Linked DNA regions of Pan troglodytes: region 2 is linked to region 1. A link is a contact called in public Hi-C data. All regions are on one chromosome and are shown on one strand. Each heading gives the region's core, a stretch centred on a gene start, on an enhancer-like site or on the middle of the called end of the contact. The rest is flanking DNA. Distances are from core to core; before and after follow the strand shown. Region 1 overlaps PLXNA2 (plexin A2). Region 2 overlaps PLXNA2 (plexin A2).

Region 1 (6,057 bases), core at 2,411-4,910:
CTGGAGCTGGCGTGTAGAGGCCAGTGTGGTGCCTCAGGAAATATTATTACTCATCCACATTCACATTTAAGTGTCCAGAATCCTGCTATTATGCATCTACTCTTATCTGAATGAAGTTATTAAATGGAAGGACCTGAGAGGGAATATTTGGATTTTATCCCTACACCTTGGCTGTCCACTCCTCGGGCTGCCTCTGCCATGTGCTTGCTACCTGAAGAAGGAGCCAATCTATTTAAAGCTTTCTGTCCATAAAGAGGATAGAGGGATACTAATAGAGAAAGGTTAGGAGGATGAAGATTTCAACTCAAAGAGAAGGTAGCCATTCTCCTTTAAGCTTTCTGTCCATAAAGAGGGTAAGGGATACTAATGGAGAAAGGTTAGAAGGACAAAGATTTCAACTCAAAGGCAGTCTCTAATCCTATAAAGGAAGGTCATGCTCTCCCTGCACCTTGTCTGAGGCTGGGGGAGCCACATCAGTGATGCTGTCAGGGAACCGACCCCTGCACTGGGAAGCGCAGAGCTAGGGCCATACTTGGGCTTCAAGAGGCCTGTGAAACCTTGGAGATTCTATATCTTCAAGAATGATGTGGGTATGTGTAGTCTTGTATTTCTGAAGAGAAGGAGTTCTTGCCCCCTCCACAATGTAAAGAACCACTAGATTCCAGTCTCTAGAGCCTTTCCTAGCCGTCATTTCCACTTCTGCTCTGGTGGTGGAACAGGGCTTTGGATGAGGAGCTGTAACCCCAGTGCCTCTGAGAGTGGTAGACAACTCACTGAGTGAACAAGAACACGCCAGGGACAGCTCAGAATGTCAGCGGAGCCTATGGATTGTGATTGCTCTGTGACTATGGGCAGGTCTTTTTACCTTTGAGCAGGGGTTAGAGGGAGCAGCCGGCCAGGCAGTGTGCTCCACCCTTTAAGGGAGAGAGGGTGGAAGGTTCAGGAGCAGAGGAAGGGGTGTGTAGAAAAGCCCTGCCTTGCCTTATAGAGGCAGCAGGACCAGCGGGCAGACAGAAGTGGCAAGAGGGGATGTTGCTGCTTTGAAGTGGTTTCCTGCTTCATAAAAGTGAAAGGCCTCGGCTGGGCTGGGTAAATATTACGTTGGCCTCTGACCTCCCACCTCCCCTGACTGCTCCCCGGTTTCCCATTTTTTTCTCCTGAGGAACAAAAATACCTGAAGGAGAAGAGCCAATTTTTTGAATTTCACTGAGAACAGCGTTCTTAGCGGGACCCCAGCCCAAGCCAGACAGGAAGACCCAGGCTCCTTCCCTGTCCACAGGCAGGAGGCCCCTCGTGAGTCAGCAAAGCTCTCGTTCCAGGTCTCCACTCCATGTTTTAGGGCAGTGGTGTTTTCCAGGAGCAGGGCCGGCTGGGATTTCACAGCGCCCTGACAACACTGATGCCCCACCCTGACTCCAGCTGCTTAAAACTTTCTAACAAGTCCCTTCACTCTCTGTGACATTAAAACCCAGGCTACCAGGTTTTCTGTAAGGCAAACACCCCACCCCCTGAGGTTTATCTGTAAATGAACAAAATTGGAGTCTACCGCCCCACTCTGAGTGACCCACAGGGGGTCAAGTTCTTCAAGTTCTTCAGCTTTCTTGGCCCACAGACTTAGAGAGAAAGATCTGAACTGTATGGGGAGCTGGAAGCCCCTCCCAGCACACTCCTGCAGGAGGTTTAGGCCCCACTGAGATGGTTGAGAGCAGATGGTCAGGAAGAGCCTGGTGTCAAAGAATCAAACAGGAACTAAGTGCCTGCCTTCACACTTGTAGCCCTTCCCACTTCCTAAAGATTTCTCACCTGTTGACCGGTGCTCACCCTCCATTTGTTCCCTGGTCCCAGGAGGGAGATAAGAGGTTAGTTACGCTCTGGCAGAATTGGCTCCTGCCCCTTACCCAGCACCTCGGTTTCTCCATCTATATAATGGAATGAATACTCAAGCACCTTCACTTGTCTTTGTTTCTGGAGCCAGGCCCAGGAAGAGGGTGTTAGGAAAGTTGGAAAAACGACAAGTGCTGGAAACAAGGAAAACTATTCTAAATTTTGGAACAGGTATAAGAAGCGAAACTAGGGTTATTTTCCCCCTCTCTCTACAAATTTGTTTGGAATTTTCTGAGAAAAGTAAGATTTTATTTAAAGAAAATCTCTATGCTAAAGAATAAAGGGCTGAAGACTTGGTGGAGATGGGACATAGAGAAGAAAGCCAATAGTGGCCCTGCAAGGAGACCACATTCAGGGCTTGTGGTCAGCATTTAGCCAGTGGGATTGGAATTTGAATTCTGACTTTGCCGCCCTTGGGTTTTTAGTGTCTTCAGAGCTCTGAGAGCGTACATGAATGACACTGTCGTAGGATTGGTAGCTTGGCATTGCTGTGGGAGTCAACCCTTCATGGAATAAGAAAACGCAGAGCTCATGGGTATCTGGCTGCCTGGCTGCAACAGGGCTTGCATCTCTCCTGCACAGAGTAGCTTTTACCCAGGCCCACACAGTGGATGTGAAACCCAAGTCCAAATTGGGTAAGTGCATTGCCGTGAGTCACACAGCAAGCTGCCATTCACTGCCCTCCAATTGCTAGGAGGTTTGTTTGCCCCAGCGTCACCCACCACACTCTCTTGATCTGCCCACTTAGCTACCTTTTCTTTCCAGTCTCTTGTCCCCTGCACTGTGCCCAGTGACCTCCCCCATCTCTCTCTTCCTTGGTTTTGAGCAGACAGGCATCTCACGAGAGCTCCTGGGGTCAGGGACATGGATGGAGCAGACACATCACAGAGTGTGTTAGCAGGAGTGGAGTCCAGGAGCCCAAGCTGGACGCTGGGGCTCAGGGATCAGATCCTTGGTAGCACTGATCATCGGTCAAAACCTAGCAGGATGTCTGGGGAGAAGCATTAGCTGTCTTCTAGTAGGCCAAGAAGCTCCCCAGGCAACACAAGGAGCTTTGTCCCTGTTGGAAATGCAGAGTGCGGGATGGGGCCTGTGAGAGGAGAGTCCTAAACATCCCATAGCACTGTCCAAGAGCCTGCTGCAGAAAATGGGGTCAGCAAGAGCCCTTGATTTTCCTTTCTAAATATTATTTTTTAAGAAAGAGTTTGAACTGCAGAATAAATAGGTGTTTGGTGTAGAATACTTGGGAAATGTTTTTGAGTGTTTAATAGTACCTTTTACCCGGGCCCACACAGTGGATGTGAAACCCAAGTCCAAACTGGGTAAGTGTATTTCCCTGAGTCTCACAGCAAGCTGCCATTCACTGCCCTCCAATTGCTAGGATGTTTGTTTGCCCCAGCCTCACCCACCACACTCTCTTGATCTGCCCACTTAGCTACCTTTTCTTTTCAGTCTCTTGTCCCCTGCACTGTGCCCAGTGACCTCCCCCATCTCTCTCTTCCTTGGTTTAGAGCAGACAGGCATCTCACGATGAAGCAGTATTCCCTGTGAGAACTGACCTCTCCTCTTCTCTTCCCATCTGCCGGCCCTTAGCACACACCACAGCCCTTCCATGATGCTGCGCAGTGTGGTGTCAAAAGACCCCCCCTTTTAAATAGCTCCAACCAGCTTTCCTCCATCCACAGCAAGCCTTGATATTTGCACAGTCAATGGCTCTGGCAAGGCCAAGCTGCCCCTCCCTCCCCGAGAGGCACTGTGGGCACTGTTTGTGTTTCAGTCTCTATAGACTCAGCATTCACAACTTGAAGAGGCTGAGACAATGACCCAAGCAGCTGCCTGCAAACTCTGCTGGCTGGGAGGCACAGAGAGCTCCAGTCTCACAAGGCTGCGAGGGAATGAGAGGCAGGGAGGGTCGCCCCAGCTTGGATTTGCACACCATGCACCTGGGAGCATTCTCAGGCAGCTGTGGCTGACCTGGAGGAAATGAAGGGGGCTGGGATCCAGAGAACCTGGTCTAGGCCACCCGATTGACTTCCACTGCGGGCCCCCAGCTTCCTTGGCCAAATTTTCCACCAACAGTGCAGTCCCTGGGGGCCAGGAAGAAAAAGCAGGGCCCTGGGGAAGCAGCCATGTCTGGCCTGGGGATGGGAAGAGGCAACATTTGTCTGCATAGAGAAAAATAGGAAGCTTCACCTGGGAGAAGAAAAAAAGATACGTTCCTTGCAAGAAATTTTAAAGTTGGTGCAGCATAATTTCATTTGACTGAACAAGTGTTTATAGAATATCCATATACCGAGTATGATAGAGGGGAGACAAGTCATTGTCCAGGCTCTTGAGGAGGTTTCAACCTGGCAAGAGAGGGTATGCACGCAAATCATCGTCCTACAAGTCACAAATAAATATTACAAAAAGACAGAAGGAGAGAGATTAGCCAGAGCTATCCCAGCCTGGAAAAGGCTACTTAGGGAGGGAATGGGCTCTACAACATTTAGGGAATTCAAGCAGAGGCTAGAAGATGGCCAGGTCTCAAGAAGAGATTCCTGCATAGAGCAGAAAGATATCGTAGCTGATAGCTGAGGTCTCCACCCACCCTAAATCTTCTAAGCTTGAGTTCCCTCTTTGCTGCTAAGTAAATCCAAATTCAGTGGAGGAAAAGGCTGTGTTATGAAGTGGAGTGTCAGGTCCATACGATTGAATTCCAAAGTAAGTGAAGTTGGTTCTCACACCTTCAGGCCCATGGCAGTCTCCACCGAGCAGGGTGCGAGGAAGGCTAGGCTGGGATTAGCCCTGGTCTCCTCTGGAGCCAGAATTCTCCTAATCACGTTAAAATTAACACTCCCTCTACAAGCAGGAGCAGACCCCTCTGAACTGAGATTTGGTCAATTCTCTGCTTGCACAGCTCTAACTTCTTCTAATCATTGTCATAAACGGGACGGAAGCAGCTGCTCACTCCAGTCTATTATCAGCTTGGTTGGAGACAGAGAAATTTAAATGACAGTAAGATGCTTAGCAAAGAAACGAAAGTCAGTGTTAAAAATAAAGAAAACAAGACAGCTTGTTTCATCGAAATAGAAGGGTTATTAAACAGGCCTGAATTAATCAGTGATCTGCCACTGTCGGGAATTGAAGAGCAGCAGGGCCAGGGCTGAGAGCTGGGAGGAGATGGGTAAGGAGAGGAGTCAAGGCAGATAGGAGCCTTCTGCACTCTTGGGCTGGCTGCAGGGACTGCAGAGGTGCTTGGTCTTCAGAGGGGTTGCTGGCAGCTGCATTCTTTCCCACAGTAAAGGGCCGGCTGGGGAGAGGGAGACTGGCACAGTGGTCTCTCCTTACAGATTTGTGCTTTTAGATCCTTTCCATCTGCCGCCACCTGTGCAAGCCCCTGGGGCCATGTCCAGGCCTCAGCCCCTCCCCAGCCCTCCTTCCCACCCGCCAGAACTGGGCAAGAGCCAAATGGCATTCAGTGGATGGCCAGCAGCTCCCAGCCCCAGGCCTTTTCCTCTAAACATTCACAGGGGGGTCCCCAAGAATTCAACTCTGAGTCACAGCTCCTTAGACCCCATATCCATTTGCAAAGAGTAGTAACAGGATATCCCCAACTATGGTCAGAGTATTGCTTATGTGCAGGCAGAGAGTATCCTCTTGAGTAAGTGATCTCTTCCAAGATATATCAGTTGGTGGCATCTGCAACGTCAGGCAGCAGAGAAGCCAAGTGACATGTTTAACTCCAGGACCCCCCAAGTCCAAGTCCCACTTTCACATCTGGTGCCTTTGCCAAAATATTCAACCTCAAATATACCTAAGTCCTCTCACCTGTAAACTGGTGATGCGTATACTGCTCTCAACCTCACCAGCTTGAGTAAGGGGTACATTAGCGGAATGATGCATGTGAAATTTTTAGGAAACTATAAAATCATTGCACAAATACTTGTTCGTATTACAGTGGGGTCCCTTGCACACTCAGAACCAAACATCAGAAGAAAGGTTTTTCCGAAGGGCATGGAATGCATCTGGGAGGAGAGCAGACAGACGTGCTCACACCTTCGCAGGCGCGTGGAGGGGAGGGCGGGTGGCCAGGCACATCTGTGTGCACATGTGCCTCCATCCGGTGCAGAACATGTTGGATCTTGAGTCAATCACTCCAGGAGCATTTTCTTTGCTCCTTGACCTCCACAT
Region 2 (6,288 bases), core at 735-3,234, 130 kb after region 1:
ACTGTGCTGCTGGACCACAGGTTATGTTTTTACTTTTTACACATCTGGTAGGTGGGGGACCTCTATGCCCTAACAAATAAGAACCCATTCCCAGCCCAGCAAAAGTTTTTGCAGCCCAGCAGCCTCCTGCCCCAGCCAGCAACAGATACCTAGGACATATCAACTGGAACACTTCAGTCCTCTGGCCCCCTTGCCTGGTCTTTATTTTCACCCCTGCTGTGCAAGTAGGGGTGAGTAATATCCAGACAGGCCCAGCTCAAGCCCCTGCAGGGCCCCAGCAGAAGACCAGGAGGAGTGTGCAAGGGCTACACTCTCTGGGGGGCAGGGTCTTGATCTACAAATTCCCACTTTCCAGGCAAGACTGAATCAGGCAGCTCTTTTCTGTGGATGTTCCCATTTAGCCAGACTTTTCAAAGGATGGGAGATTTGCTAGAGAAACTGAATGCAGACATCAGAGAATGGGATAATTGGATCCAGGTGGTATATTTGGTTGGCTGTAAAGAGTCTGTGCCATACTATGAATATTATTTGATGGGAAAAGTTTCTCCTTTCCCTTTTTGAATGTTTTCTGTGTAGGCAGGATGTCTCAGCCCAAGCCCAGCTGAAAGCTCTTCAGAGATGAGTTTGTGCCACTCAATAGCCTTTCAACAGAGTTAACCATTTTCAGTACTTGCCACTGGCTTGCCCAGCTCTCGGGAGGATGCTAGTGGAGGGCAGAAATAGATGGAGCCTTTGCTGCTACCTCTCGCGAAGGCAAGAAGTCTTAGGGCTGCCACTCAGAGACACACTCGGCTTAGCCTACCTGCCTTATGCAGGTAAAGAGATTGGGGACATTGAGGCCATGACTTGCCGCCCAGTATCACCTCTTTAGGGGAGTTGACAGTGCAAGTGTGAGTACACACAGGACTGTGTGACACACACCTGCTAGTCGTCACAGCCTAACCTCACTGTACCCTCTTTCCTCTCTCTGCCAGGTCACCAGGGTCCCCGTGGAGTCATGTGAGCAGTATACGACTTGTGGGGAGTGCCTGAGCTCTGGGGACCCTCACTGTGGCTGGTGTGCCCTGCACAACATGTAAGTTTGGGGTATACTGGAAAAGGGTTTGGCATGCAGAAGACCGGGGCTTTCCGGGAATGATGGGATATGACAGTACTTTGCAGAGACAGAGAGGAATTGTCCTCTTCAGAGCAGTAATTCTAATCGTGGCTTCAGTGTTGAGAGCAGGAAGAGGCAAAGAGGCCATGGGTTGGCCTTCTTTCTAAGTGCAGGGTCTTTGCCTCTCTTCTTCCATTTTACTTCCAAATTCAGCCCTTCAGCTGCTCTGAAGTGAGGTGCTTATATCCTTGTGTCTTTGAAAGAACTCACAAGGGATACTGTAGTCTTTAGGTTTCCCAAAAACTTCTTCAGTGTAGCCTGAAATAGGTGCCCCTCTGTGCCAAGACTGTGCAGATGGTGGTGCACTGGCATTGGGAGGTTTAGACTCCAGCTAGCTGCTGTGTGACCCTGGATGGGTCCCCTGACAACTCCAGGCCTCTGTTTCTCCATTGCTGTTTAGGGAAAATGCCTATTTCACAGGTGAATTGTGAAGACTGAATGAAATAATAAATGCTTTGGTAATAAGGAAGCCCAGAAAAGGCTACACAAATCAGAATAATTATCATGGACCCTATACCCTTGGGAGGACCCTTCTGGCCTCATTATTTTATGATTCTAAGAAGTTCACATCTCACTTCAACTGGCCTCATCATCTGCCGTTGAATACCAACTCAATATAAATGCTAAATCACACTTAAACTTCCTAATTTGAAGAGCCCCAGGGGAAGAGAAAGGGTGAAAACCCCGAAAGACAGGAGCTGGCTAGGAATTCTGTTGCCCAATGGAGTTGGAAACTCCAGGGCTCCGTGCCAGCCAGCAAAGCATCTCCATGAAATGAGCTGGGTTTGGGGTGGAGGCGGAGGCGGAGGGCCAGAGTTCAGGGTCCTGCACAATAGCTCTTGGCTTCCAGCCTCTGCAGCAGGTGTTGGGAGGGCTCTGGAGGGAGGGAGGGAAGCTGGTGCCTCACAGATGCAAAATCTGGACTGGATTTGAGCCCGTGAATACTGGGTTCCCTGCTTGGGTTTTGGAGGTAAAAGATTGCTCAGAAAGTTTTGCAGAAATTCTCTTAGCAGACCTGGACAGTGTGTCTCCATTTAGGTCAGACAAGTGGTAAAGATGCTAATGTTGTGCCCCGGAATGGCAAAAGGGGGTAAATTTTGGTTCCCTGCAGTGAGGCTGACCCACCAGCCAGCAGGCAGGGTCTTTCCTCGAGAGAATTTCTTTCTCCAAAGAACCTGACAGCCTGCTGCCAGCTCTGTGCAAAGGGCCCTGGGCAGCCTGCCCTCTAGCTCTGCAGTGGTCATGTCCAGCGGTACCTCCTACTCCCCATGCCTCCGCCACTCTGTCCTCCCAGCTTCAGTGCCTGTGGCACTTCTCCCATGTCGAACACACCAAAATTATAGATCGGGGATTATCATTTATTCAACAGCAAGGACGTCTGTTTTCCCCATCTTGAACAAGTGCCTATAGATCTATCAGCAATGCCTGGGCCTCCCCGCTGCCGCAAACCACCCGGTCTTCCTCCTGGTGCAGGTCAGCCGTGACTGCTGGAATTAGCCACATCAGAATAGTCCCAGGTTTCCTCTGTCCCCTTAACTCCTTAACTCTTTAGAGAATCCTCCCTACCTACCAGGACACTCATCTCCCAGCTTCTCCGCCCCAAGAGCTCGCGGAGAACAAGATTTTTGCTGTTTATACCCAGAGGTTTCTCTGCATCTGGTCATTCTCTTCTTCACCAGACCCTCCTGCAGTGCTCTCCCACCTGCCAAGCAGCAGCCTGGTATCAGGCGTGAGGAGATGGGGGAAGCTGCAGCTCCCGGGTCCCCACGGTGGCCTCTTTAATGGAGGCCGAGGGCTGAGGAGCCTCTGAGGGGTTGGGGGGAATTGAAGCCTTCCTGTCTCTTCTGTATGCCTTGCTCTTGCAAGTGTGTTATTGTCTCCAAGGCTATTTATCTCTGTTAGGGCTGTTGCCATAAATAGTATGATAAAAAAGAGCCATTTCAGTGAGTCAATGAGATAAAGGCTCCAGTCAAGAGCTCACTTTAGAGCTATCTTAAGGATTCACTTAAACCTCAATAATTCTTTTCTTTGACAGCATTCATATTTAGATCCATTATGTGCCTGAAAAGGAAGAGGGGGAGGAGTTTGGGGGGGGTTAGGGTGCGAATCACTGCTTGATTGTGGAATCACTAGTGTCCCGATGGCTATTTGGTTTGGACACACTGGCACCAGCCGTGGAGCGGGTTTCCATGTGACAAGGCAGACAGTAACCTGAAGCTCCCGAGTGCTGGTGTCACCTGCCCACCTGCTACTGTGGGCAGGGGAGCCTAGAGCCCGAGATGAAGATGTTGGGAGAAACAGCCAAACAAGCTTTCTGACAGAGGCAGCCCTGGCTGCAGCACCTTGTCTGTCTCTCTGTCTCAAGGCATTATTTCGTGACACAAACATTTATTTAAAATATACCATGTGACAGGTAGAATATCCCAATGAATAAAACATGGCCACTGCCTTCAAATAGCCATTAATCCACCCACAAGATCATATGCACACTGTCCCACACTGCCAAGACCCTCTCCTGTTTTCTTAAAAATTTCTCTGGAGGAAAATGATAATATGAATCATTATCAGCATCATTAATATTAATATTATAAGGGCTAACACTGTCATGGCACCTACTATGCGCCAGGCCATTTTCTAAGCACTAACTCCTTTAATTCTTACACCAACCCTGTGAAATAGGTATTATCATCCTCCTCCTCCTTTTTCTTTTTCTTTGAGATAAGGTCTCACTGTGTCACCCAGGTGAGAGTGTAGTGGTGCAATCACAGCTCACTACAGCGCTCAAGTAATCTAACCAACTCAGCCTCTTGAGTAACTGGAACTAGAGGCATGTGCCACCGTACCCAGCTAATTTTTTTTTTTAGAATGGGGTCCCACTATGTTGCCCAGGTTGGTCTTGAACTCATAGGCTCAAGCAATCCTCCTTACCTTAGCCTCCCAAAGTGCTGGGATTACAGCTGTGAGCCACCATGCCTGGCCAATCCTTATTTTTTTTTTTTTTTGCAGTTGAGGAAACTGAGGCAGAGAGAGATTAAGTAGCTTGTCCAAGGGTCGCAGCTAGTAGGTAACAGGTCTGGGGTTGGAACCCAGGCTCTTTGGCCCCAAAGTTCATTTGCTTTTCCATGGCTGTGCTGCTTCTCAGGTCCCACAGGCTGCCCTCACTCTGTGGTCTCAGCATCCCACAGTGCTGTAAAGAGTCATTCTAGGGCCAGGTGCGGTGGCTCACACCTGTAATCTCAGCACTTTGGGAGACTGACGCGGGTGGATCACGAGATCAGGAGTTTGAGACCATCCTGGCCAAGATGGTGAAACCCCGTCTCTACTAAAAATATAAAAATTAACCGGGCACGGTGGTGGGTGCCTGTAATCCCAGATACTCAGGAGGCTGGGACAGGAGAATTGCCTGAACCCGGGAGGCAGAGTTTGCAGTGAGCTGAGACCCTGCCACTGCACTCCAGCCTAGGCAACAGAGCAAGACTCTGTCTCAAAAAAACAAACAAACAAAAATAACAGAGTCATTCTGAGGCAGGAAAACAGGGTCTGGAGGCAGGGAACATAAGGCTGATTCACACTTCAGCTCTGACAGAAAATATCCTCTCCATAGGCGTACACTGGCTGTAAATGACTTTGTAACTTTACTTCATCCTCTTCATTTACATAAGACATACTCCAAGCAGAGGGTATTTAAACTCCCCCAAAATTCTGTAACAGGGCCTTTGAGCCCCTATGCTCAGGCCCGCTCCCGCACTGTGGAGTGAACTTTCATTTTCAATAAATCCCTTCATTCCTTCCTTGCTTTGTTTGTGCGTTTTGTCCAATTCTTTGTTCAATACATCAAGAACCTGAACACCCTCCACTGCTAATTCTTTATGTCGAAACTGGATCTCTCATGTTGGGGATTAATCCTCTTCCCTCTCGGTCTGTCCTTAACTGCGACGGAGACTGTCTGAGAGTCACCAAAGCCCTCCGGAGTACAGTAAAAGTCTTCTTCAGAAGACAGGACACAGGCCTCAGGGCAGCAAACTCCCATCCTGCCCAGGGGACAATGGAGCCAAACAGATGGGTCCCAGAGGCCTGACCTCTTGTGAATCTGTGTTTATGGCAGGTGCTCCCGCAGGGACAAATGCCAACAGGCCTGGGAACCTAATCGATTTGCTGCCAGCATCAGCCAGTGTGTGAGCCTTGCAGTGCATCCCAGCAGCATCTCAGTATCTGAGCACAGCCGGTTGGTAAGTAACTCATCCAGGGGCATGGGGAGAGGGAATACAGTGCATGCACCTGTGTGGGTGTGCTCCATTCACGCTTGCACAAGTATCTGTAAATTGATCAGACTTTAAATCCAGTAAGGAGACTTTATGATTATAGCAAAAGTATGGCAATGCCTATTGTAAAGGGCATAGTCATTCTCCAGTTTCCCTGAAAATTCATTACCCATTGATCTGTTTTGTAAATCTAGATTTTGCATTTAGTAACAAACATCTGCAACATAATGCAATCCAATACCAAATAACACATTCTTTAGTATCTGCTGCATTTACAATTCTCCACTCGCTGCACTCTTAAAGAAATCTGCGAGTTGCATGTGTGTATGTGTGTGTGTGTGTGTGTGTGTGTGAGAGAGAGAGAGAGAGAGAGGAAAGAATAAGAGCAAGAAAGAGACTGCCTCAATTCGAAGTCAGTGTATGCTTAAAGAGAATATTAAAGAGAATAAAATAGCCCTTAACTATCTGTCAAGGTACAACCCAAAATATTTCATGTCCTTAGGCCCTGCATTATTATTTCATTCTGAAGGTTTTATGAGCATTCACGAATGTTAATTAGTTAATGAACCTTCCAAGATTTCAGTTCATTCATCCCCACCAGGAGCTTTTGGCTCCAAGGGAGCTGAGGAAACAAACAGGGGAGTTTGTACCTAAGTCTCTTGGCCCCATGGAAACGAAACTGGGGCAGAGATTCAGCAGCAAACAAATGTATGGAAAGGTTAGGTGATGCCCACTGAGACTGAGAAACCCACTGCAAATAACACCAGTGGGTATTGATAGGAAGATAGAGGGAAACCTACAGGCTGGGCGCGGTGGCTCACGCCTGTAATCCTAGCACTTTGGGAGGCTGAGGTGGAGAGGGTTGCTTGA

The links. A called contact is a pair of places that touch in the nucleus more often than the background predicts.
Region 2: a Hi-C map of stem cell-derived neural progenitor cells shows a contact between it and region 1, with 3 times the contacts expected there. The contact joins two enhancer-like sites. A contact is called at or near these places in 1 of 7 Hi-C or Micro-C datasets (stem cell-derived neural progenitor cells) and 1 of 1 datasets of contacts at active chromatin or transcription factors (stem cell-derived excitatory neurons).

What each region holds. Positions count from the first base shown.
Region 1 is chr1:40,873,086-40,879,142 of NHGRI_mPanTro3-v2.0_pri, forward strand. The region is part of intron 1 of PLXNA2 (plexin A2); the gene reads left to right. Among named protein-coding and RNA genes, the nearest start is that of PLXNA2, 36 kb to the left of the region's middle. Within about 2 kb of position 3,661, at least 6 of the 24 cell types and tissues checked have an H3K27ac peak or open chromatin away from gene starts, as enhancers often do. A contact at or near this core is called in stem cell-derived neural progenitor cells, where this site is marked.
Region 2 is chr1:41,005,942-41,012,229 of NHGRI_mPanTro3-v2.0_pri, forward strand. PLXNA2 (plexin A2) reads left to right here. Exons shown (of 32, transcript XM_016937865.4): 5 at 975-1,075; 6 at 5,262-5,385. All of the region lies in intron 1 of LOC129135943 (a long non-coding RNA gene), which reads right to left. Among named protein-coding and RNA genes, the nearest start is that of PLXNA2, 170 kb to the left of the region's middle. Within about 2 kb of position 1,985, at least 10 of the 24 cell types and tissues checked have an H3K27ac peak or open chromatin away from gene starts, as enhancers often do. A contact at or near this core is called in stem cell-derived neural progenitor cells, where this site is marked.